2 separate regions of the Anser cygnoides genome follow, and region 1 is linked to region 2. Evidence: chromatin contacts called from public Hi-C data. All regions are on one chromosome and are shown on one strand. Each heading gives the region's core, a stretch centred on a gene start, on an enhancer-like site or on the middle of the called end of the contact. The rest is flanking DNA. Distances are from core to core; before and after follow the strand shown.

Region 1 (5,107 bases), core at 1,442-3,941, 200 kb before region 2:
GAGACTACTTACAGATATATAGATATGGTATTTAAAAGCAAAGAATAAATATTTTGCTGAATTCGAGTTTCCTGTACGATTAATTTTTATGCCTCATTTTGGGTTTGCGTCATATGTTGTATGCATGTTTTAACCTTAATAGGCTGAGAAGTATGTTCTTGTGCATAGTTGTGTAAACTGTACACTGATTATACACCAATTAGCTGATCTTAAAAACTAAAAGGATTTTTTTTTTCATGCTTGTTATTTCTGTGAAGTTGGCAGTGTTTTCAAGGGAACACCAAAGCCTGTCTGTGAAGAAGGCCTACACATATAAACAGCAGAAAGATAATCCAACCAAAAGACAGATTAATGCCTTCTAGCTTCCTGTGTTTGAAAGGAAAACCAAAGCTGAGCATACTAAGGGTCAGACACTTCATCAAGCACATGACTGGCACATGAAAAAGGCAGTTGTTTGCACTAGGTTAAGTGATAAACGATTTTCTGAAAGAAATTTTGAGGTTTGCTTTTCTGTTGAAAAAGGTAACCAGATTCATAGCTTACAGCATACATCACTTTAAAAATAGAAAACTCAAGAATCAACACACTGATGCTGGGTTTCTATCAGCTTGTCTTTTTCATAAATGGAGTATCCCTTTGTATCCCTATTGAACCAAATGATGAAGCATTTTTCTTGTAAAATGCTTTTCCCATTTCTCAAATTTACAAAAACAGACTTAAAGGCAGTTTTGCATACAACAGGCAGTTATTTATTCATAACATAAACCTACTATACTGACAAAGATACTTTCACCAAATTCCCCCTTTAAGGATAGGATGGAAGTTCTCTTTATTATTTAAATGTAGGGTGGAAGGTAACATAAATAATTCTCAAGAGAACTAGAAAAAACATTTCCTTGCTTTCAGTGCTTGGCTCCGATTAAGAATATGTAACACATGATGAGCTGTTCCAGATTTTCTGGCTTGAATAACCTCAGTGCTGACTGCATTTACAGTTTATATAAAACAAATACATCTGGCAAGGCAAAATATCTTTTCCTTAAATATTTTTACTTGTATAACAATTGTTGTTAGTTTACTTGCAAAACACAGCCTATCAACTCCAGTATTGCAATTTGAACTATGTATAGGCCAAATACATTATACCCAGATATAGAAAATAATTCAGTGAATGAATAAGGAATACCCCAAAATTGGAACAAAACTTCCACAAAGTAAGCCATAGCCGTTGAACACTTAAGCTCGTTACATGCAGGTTTCATTGATGTACCTTTATAGCTGATTGAAGATCGTACTGAATTTATACAGATCTGAAATAGTTGCACAACTTTGGATCTGTTTTTAGATTTTGAAAGTTGGAAAAGATGGAATTCCACCATGTTGGAAAAAGCATTAAAAGAAAAAAAAAAAGAAGAGATGTCTTCCAGTGTTTTTTCTGTTCCAAGACCTGACTAATTTTCTTATGATATTTAGTAACAGTAACAATAGCAATAATTTTGCTTTTTTTTTTTTTTAAACCAATCTGAAAATGCTCTAAGGAAAATAAAAGGCCTTCCTAACCTGTTATTAACAGGGTACAACAATGCCAATTCTAACTAAAGCCAAGGATATATATATATATATATATATATTAAATTCAGTTTTACAGAAGATTAAGAACAACAGTTCTATATGCCAAGCAAAAATTCTGGGGTTGTGAAAAGATACACGAAAAGACCCACACCTAGCCAGGAAAGGATTTTCTTGGCATATGAACTGTAGGAAGAAGCATAAGAATGGTCTCTCCCAGGTTCTGGCATAGCATAAGCAAGACAACCACAGCTCACATTCATGAAATTTCAGACAAGTCATTCAGTGCCTCGGCCTTTTTCCTTAGACAGGGATTGATGGAGCAGCACCTGAAGCACCCACCAAAACTGCCTAGGGCTGGTGCAGCCCTGGGAATTGTCAGGGAATGCACAAGGATGACTTAATGTTTCCCTAACCCCATCTCTACACTTGAACAAATTGTTCTTTTCTGAGCCTTTCAGCAGTAGAGCATGAAAACACTGGAACACTATATTAAAATGCTCTGTTTTCCAGATTTTAATTATCACCACCCCCACGCATGATCACAACAGATCTCAGCATAACCCAGGCAGGTATAACCCAGGTTTTGTCAATAGGTAGCCTGAGAAAGAGATAGCTGAAATACCTGGAAGTTTTGAGTAATTTTTGATATGCCACTGCAATTAATCAGAAAAACTCTGTGCATCTGAAAAAAAAATCAATACACATTAATAACTGAAAAATTCATGTGTGGCAATTTGGCCAACAGAACAATTTAATGGAAGTTACAGAGGAACTCTGGCAGATCACAGAATCATAGAATATCCCGAGTTGGAAGGGACCCATAAGGATCATCGAGTCCAACTCCTGGCACTGCACAGGTCTACCCAAAAGTTTAGACCATGTGACTAAGTGCACAGCCCAATCGCTTCTTAAATTCAGACAGGCTTGGTGCAGTGACTACTTCACTGGGGAGCCTGTTCCAGTGTGCGACCACCCTCTCGGTGAAGAACCTCTTCCTGAAGTCCAGCCTAAGATCTAAGATCTTTTCTAAGATCTAAGATCTTTTCTAAGAAAATAAAACCATTATTTCTTAGGTGTAGCCCTAACTTCTAGATCATACTTACAAGCCTGTAAAGAGATGAAATCCCTAAAAAATATTAACTCTTACAGATATATCAAGGCCAAGCATAGCACCATTTCCTAAATTTTGTTCACCACAGCAGTCATTTTTACTGTATATTTCTGTTAGGTCACTAGTACATGCAGTCAGCAAGAAACATTAAAGGATTAGAAATGTTCTGTTTTTACTTTTCTCAGTGAAAAGCAAGCAAAATCAAATCCTGGTCAATCTTCTCCTGGTCTTTATAACAAAAACCTGCGTAACTGATGGACAGTAATCTACAACTAAAAATACCACAACCGATCGATGCCCTCAGCGTGTAGTGGAAGTACTAACATGGGTAGGCTACTACTGGTGGCATTAAGCCAACTTTAAATTATCCCTAGATTACATCTGTGACCCACAAAAGCAATCACCACTACTTGTTTGATGACACAAGCCTTCACAAGAAGCATTTCGATTTTTCACTGAATTTATTACAGGAGTCCCTAATTGCAACATAGTGCTTAGAAATAATTAACTTGAAGAAACAAGATAACAAAGTTGGATTCATAACAACTTTTTTATTCAGAAATTCATTCTTTTCATCTTACCTTCTTAGATGTTTCTTACAAATAATTCATCTATTTTCCTTGAATACCACTGCTGGACACTTGTCAATATTCCTCAAGGAAAAACTCTCTACAAGCCAACAGCCCAAGAGGCCAAGATTCTTCTGCTCAAAATGTCACTGCCTGCTAAAGTGCTGCCACTTATTTGAGGCCAACCAAGTTAAGTAGCAAAACTACGCAAAGTAACACCACAGCCATAGAAAAGCACTTACCATCAACTTGGTAGTAGAAACATCAAAACTTCACACCTACATCACTGGACCTGCTCTGAGGTTCCAAGCAGCAAAATTACATTGCCCAAGCAAATAAATCAGATTGACTATTTTCACTGCCGAACAGTGGCTACAGATCTTTAGATACATCCCTCTCCTCTTCCCTTCCGAACAAGAAGAAGGAAGAAAGTACTCTTTTTCAGGTCAGGTCACACTCTATGATCAGCAAACAGATTGAGATAGGGTTGTTTAAAAATCGCAGCACAAGGACACTTGAAGAAAAGAATCCCCGTGGCATTTAAGATTCCCTCTGCAGCTAAATATTGCAACTCCTTCTACATGGAGGGAGTTATTTGCCACACAGCTCTTAGAAGACTCCTTATTATTGAATGCAACAGTAGCTACTTGCTTAGCTGTTGTCACTTGAGCAAGGAGACTTTGGCACCATGCTCAAACTGACCACAGAAAACTAAGGGAAACCTCTCTTGGCCTCGTTATTCTCTGTGCATCCTTAGCTCTGTACATCCATAGCTGTGCTGCTAGAGGAGAGTATAGCATACTGCAACTGCTTGCTCTGCAGCAATGGAAATAGCCATGGAGAAGCAGACAAAATAAATTTATCAACCCTGACACTATGTAGAGGTAGCCATGAAAAGCGCAATCCCCATTAATGAAATTCAAAACAGTAACATTCTAATATGAGATCTCCTGATTTCCACACCTAACCCCTTCCTCAAGGTACAGATCTTGATACCAGTCTTTGCTGATTCTCCTTTCAATAAATATGAAGTTTGTCTTCTCCAGCTACAAGGACAAAAAGAGAACTTTCTTTATCTTCTGAATCTTTCACAGCTTCTGAGTTAAAGGGAAGAAAGAGGAGGAGAAAGCCTCAGCTCTTCGTATTGTATTTGGAGTGTTATCCCCTTGTGACTGAACCGAATCTCTGCATCTGCCACAGCTATTAGCCTTCTCCAAATAGCAGCTGAAGCAATATGGAACAGACTTAGTCCCCAGATAATTTCACAACTACTCATATGGTTCTGTATAGCAGCCATGAAAAAAAAAATAATTCTTGGTAATTTAACTCTGCTGTTGCTTGAAAAACCTATGACCCAAAGCAGAAATGTTGGACGTGTCTCCAGATTCAAGGATGACACTACAAACACAAAAGACAAGGCTTTCTGAGATTTATTTCCAATTTTTTAAAAATTTTATTTTTTAAGAGGACATTACTCCTAGCAAAAGAGGTGGAGTTTACTCCCCCTCGCATTTTAAAGGAAGTCATACATTTTACAGAAATTATTAAATCTTCCTCAATTGCAGTTGCAAACCATAGGTCTAAGACCTCAGGCCAAACTGCCATCCCAAATACAATACTCAATCATAATACGTAGGGAAAAATTTCCGTATGCATAGCCCTAACAGTCCAGAAGACACGCTGAAATGGAAATTACATTACAGCAATGATTAATGACAGTGGATTATTCTGTATAAGACAGCAAGTAAGAAACTGTCTGGTGCGTTCTCTGGGAAAAATAAAGGCCATCTACTGCACACAGACAGTCCTTCTCCCACAAACAAACTGGAGCATAAACATAACCTAAAGAAAAATC
Region 2 (5,076 bases), core at 855-3,354:
ATGAGACTTAAAGGAAGCCTGGAGATAGTCAGTGACTGTGGTGTAAGAAAAGAGAGTACCTTGGGGCAAGGGGGGGATCATAACACAGGGAAAACATACCACGAGGGGAAATGCAAACCTGCCCTTTGATTCCAAAAGGTATCATGAAAAAACAAACTCTTCCTGTTATCTGTAAACAACTGCAGAGATTACATGAGGCGTTTCTGTTTTGCTTTCGTTCAGTTCTATAACTTGTGTCATAAAATCTGTCCTCTCTGCAAAATGCTTTCTCTAAACAGCATCTCCCCTGTGCATCACTCAGAGATTTTCACTCAGTGCCATAACCTGGCCTCTGAGAGCTACAACCCTGAGACCCTGCAGCCCAGCGCCCTCCTTCAGAACCAGGTCCGCAGCCACTTAAGTCAAGGGAAGGTCATCCCTTTACTTCACTGCACCATTACATCGCTTCCTGTGACTGCTGAAAATTGCCCTGTTTACTTGTAACCACAGCACTTAGTCTTACTAAACCCAAGAAGCATAATGGAAATACTTCCATCTATTAATAGACCATTAAGGGTAAGGGAAAAGATGCCCGCTGGCTGAAGCACAATACTTAAAGTCAAGAAACTAAGAATAAAAGTAAGGCCCTACTCCCACTCCCCTTTAGGATGGTTAAAGGGGAACCGGTCCATCTACCATTTATTTTGGAAACAGTAGTTGGCCTATCTTTTTTATCAACATCTCAAGAACCCCAACAACACGTTTCCAGTCCTCTCCCCGAGGTTTCTGCCTGCACGCACGCAGAGGTGAATGCCAGACTCCACACAAACAAGGGCGAGAGCAATGTGGGTTTCCAGGAGGGAGGGAGAAGGAGGGGACCGCAGGAAGGGAAATTAAAAGCCCTTGCTACAAGTATGTAGAAATCACAGCGATGATGTGGGGATAAGTGCTGCAACATCATCTTGTCTCCCTTCCTGGGACAAAAGGAAACACGACTGCAGTGCCTGTGATCTGAGGTTTACCTTACTTGCAGAATAATTGAATATCGAGAGTTTATTCTAATTAAATAATCGAGGCAAGTGTATTGACACTAGAGCATGCTTGGTTTTCCACTGAAGCCACGAGGCAGCAGTGCTCTCCCTGCCTGGGCAGGGGAAGACCACTTCGGCGCTCCTTCTGCAGCCAACAAACCCAGGCATGCTGCACAGCCACCAGCAAAATTTGTCTCTCTCTCTCTTTTATGATCAAAGCCACATTAAGAAGTGCAGTATTCCACCACGCCTACAACCCAAATTAATTGCAAACTAGAAACATTTCAATGAGTGCTTTGCTGAAATAAAGAATAGCTCTGCTAGCTTCTGCTCGGCATGAGACAAGTAATTTGATAATTCGTATGGATTGAACCAAGCAAGGCATACTTCCAGATCCTACCTAATTGAAACAAAACCACAACATGCCCTCCAGCATCTGGCATTGCAACAGACAAAACAATCAGGTATACTAACGTTACTATCATTTTCTTGAAGATTTCTAAGGTGCTTTTACAGAGGTATCCACAAACTGATACATGCTTCCCATATATTTTTGTTCAACACTTCCTATCCCGTCCCATCAAGACCTCAGGTATAAAAGATTAATAAATAAAATGGGGTTCTAGAATGCAGGTCGATGTAAGGAAAGAGGAGTTTACAAAAGAAACCTTTCAACAAAAAAGGTAAGTAGATTTATGAAGCTCCATATATTCTCTCTTTCTAAAATGGTTGTTGAACACTGGATCCTTGATGGTGCTGAGGTTATGGGACATAAAATCCATTCCTCTGTTCACACAAATAGACGCATTGGTGTGCACATGGAGGCAATGTGCAGAGAGCTCTGATGTGGAGGACCAGCTCAGAAAGTGCTTCGGACTAAGAAGCCCATTATACAAAACCAAGTTAATGTGTATTTGCCTCTTGGAAGGCAAATGCGAACACAAGAGATGACTTTACAAAACATGGAATTATCAGCAAAGGGGCTGACTTCAAAAGTTTGAACAGTTTCATCTATTTCTGTACTCAATGCGCAGAGAAAAGAGCATTTACAGGTTTCCGGCACACTGAAAAAAAAAGATCTGAATGCCTAAGACAGCTCCAAACATGCATTTACACTTGCAATAGAAAAAAAAAAGTTCAGAAGAGGTAAATACTATGCTGCAGAATAAACAATCTCTTCTGTTGAATCATTGGAAGAAATTCAGCCCAACACTACAGCTTTTAAATGATGCCAACTGATAGGAGCACGTATGCATTACACTGGTATACAAAAAGCTGCATTTTCCGTACTGTAAAGGAATTAATTTAACCAAAGCGAAGACATCAGTAGGAGATGTTTGCCAGCAGCACCCTTATTTATACCAACAAGATAACCCTCAAGCAGTGAAAGGAGAAGCTTTGGCACATGGAGAAGTGCTCACATTGCTCTCGTTGAGACAGCAGAACGCAAAGGTGAGCCCGCCCGTTGCGCAACCGAAGCTAATACAAAGGTCACAGAAACGCTTTATCGATCACCACGAAGCCAACGTTTGACTGCAGCACCGTAACTCCACAAGGCGGATCAGCGTCCTGTTGGGCAGGGAAGAGCCAACACATACTCACGAGGAAGCCTCCAGGTGCTCGGGGGCAAACCAGAAACCGATGTCCCAGCGTTTAGTCCAAACACTTCCGCACAGGTTGATCTGGCGTTCAGTAAGCACACGTGACACGTGCAAACAGTACAGTAAATGAAACCAAGCACTTACAAGATTTCGTATCACAGAGGAGATAAATATTACATAGTTCAGGAAAAGTGGATCATTCATTTAAGAGTTAGAGGAAGAAAACGGAGAGGAAAACTAAGATGTGATCACCAGGCATTCTAATATATTACTTCACTACATCTGCAGAAAGCCAGAAATGTATATGCGTTATGCACATACATGCACAGAACACAAAATACGACTCAAAAGCAAGCCTCTCTGAAACATTTTGATTACCATTTAACAGGGACAAGAAGTGCTTTGCTCGGATCCTTACAACACTCCCTCCGACTGGCAGACAGAGCGCTGGGTGCTCGGGTTTTAGGATCTTGACAGTTTCACAACACAAAGACAAAAATTGTGTATTATTTGAATGACAGGCACAAAGCCTGTCAGGTGTGTTACAGTATTTTAAATAATAAAACAGCAATCTTGCCTTTCTTTCTATTTTTTTTCCAGCTAAATGGTAAGATAGATTTCCACCGTGTGAAAACCACTTACCCCGCCGTCTTTACACCCCCACACATCAGCATTGTTCATCATTAAGGAAACAAAGCACAGCGAAAGGTCTTTGTAAATCTCCTATCTAAAGTCAGTCCAGGGTAATATTGTGTGGTAAAATAAATCTTTGATTAGTCCAGATTCCATGTCACCTTTTCCATCAATTTGGTAAGCAGACCACTAAATGACTTACGTAGCACTAAGTCACCCGCTAAGCTGTCTGAACACCTGTAGGAAAAATAACACATAACATACTCTTACACGCACTACTTTCAATCACAGGAAATACAGGGGTAATATAACAAGTTGTGACAGAAATACCAAACAAGTCAATTACAGCAAAATAACTCAGAAATTACCTACACCTCATCAGCTGTGTAGGTTTAAAAAAAATAATCTGCTGCAGTACTGCAAGAACTTTGTTTTTTATGACTGCAATAACTGTAACTAGTTACAGCATTATTTAGAAGTGCTACTCATATTTTTCTCTCAGCCAGTACGAGAGATTCACAGGAAAATTAAGCTTGGGTGTGCAACACAAACAGCTGTATTTAACAGACTTACTGACCCAAGTCACAGAACCACAGGACACAGAGGTGAATTGTTTAATACCGGGACCTTTCACAAGACCTAGAAGATGCACAAACCTCACAAAACCTGAAGTTACCAGTCTGAGAACAACTGAGAGAACCAACTAAAGGAGAAAGATGGTAAACAGGGAGGAGATGACTTGAGTAGGTCATTACTCAATGCAGGTCGCACTCCCACAATTTGCATTAGTTTCCTGATCAGCTGTATTCTTTTCCCCATGTTGTAAAATCCATTTATTTATAGAAGTCCCATGCAAACAGTACTTTTTTTTTTAATTGTCTGAACCCTATAAGAACAATCCAGAATTAAAAGACTTGCTCTTACTTTTCTGTAGCCTTAAAATGCATGCGGCAATGAATGACAGATAAGAGTAAGATATTAAAAGCACTTCCCCTGCTGGTTTTTCTCCACACATATTAGAAGACCAATAACTAAGAAAGTTATAATTGTATTTTATTTATTCATGAGAGGCAAAAAAGCTTTACTTCATAAATCTTCATACAATACCAACACGCAAGATATATAGTTTCATTTACATGAAATATGTATACGCTCCCTCAATTAGCATACCTAGAAATGACTACTTCATACAAAAAAAGCATCCCTGATGCATTTCCACTGCAATGGATACGACAGCCACCAAAGCACAGGGAGGTATGTGCCACTACACAAGAGCATCTTGCAAGCACTCTGAAATTTTTGGGTGTTTCACCTTCCTACCATGCATGTTTCAAGGCATCAATACACCTTCCTTTTACTTCTCCAGTCTTGTAATTCCAAGGTAAGTTGTTTTTCTCTTACAATTTAACAAAACTTAGTTGGGAAAGGCTCTGACCTCTCTTTTTATTTTATTTTTTTTTGGAACAGAGGCAAAGCCGGAAAGATGCTATTTAAAAAATTAAACAATACCTTGAAAGCATGCAGAGTATTCAACTCCTTTGAACTAAAATCAATACTTGCAAATGGTATAATCCCATGGAGAGCAGCACATCAATTAAACCTGGGGGTAAACAACCTTAAACATCCACATGTGAAAGAAAACAATGTAATACAACAAGAATATACTAATGACTTAGAGAAATCAGTTGGAAAAGCACTGCTAACAAGAAGGAAAAAAACCACAGTATTTTGAAAGAAATACATGTATGTATTCCTTTCACCAAAATGTGTGTTGTTTTTTTTTACGATATGCAGTCTAAGTTGATTTAACATGCAATTTTTTCTTAAACCCT

Evidence for each region. Hi-C and Micro-C count contacts between places; a contact is called where the count stands out from the background.
Region 1: a contact with region 2 is called in a Hi-C map of liver, with 7 times the contacts expected there. The contact joins two enhancer-like sites. A contact is called at or near these places in 2 of 7 Hi-C or Micro-C datasets (both in liver).

What each region holds. Positions count from the first base shown.
Region 1 is chr1:128,687,470-128,692,576 of Taihu_goose_T2T_genome, reverse strand. The region is part of intron 3 of SH3KBP1 (SH3 domain containing kinase binding protein 1); the gene reads right to left. Among named protein-coding and RNA genes, the nearest start is that of SH3KBP1, 83 kb to the right of the region's middle. Within about 2 kb of position 2,691, at least 1 of the 3 cell types and tissues checked has open chromatin away from gene starts, as enhancers often do. A contact at or near this core is called in liver, where this site is marked.
Region 2 is chr1:128,487,214-128,492,289 of Taihu_goose_T2T_genome, reverse strand. All of the region lies in intron 1 of MAP7D2 (MAP7 domain containing 2), which reads right to left. Among named protein-coding and RNA genes, the nearest start is that of MAP7D2, 5.5 kb to the right of the region's middle. Within about 2 kb of position 2,104, at least 2 of the 3 cell types and tissues checked have open chromatin away from gene starts, as enhancers often do. A contact at or near this core is called in liver, where this site is marked.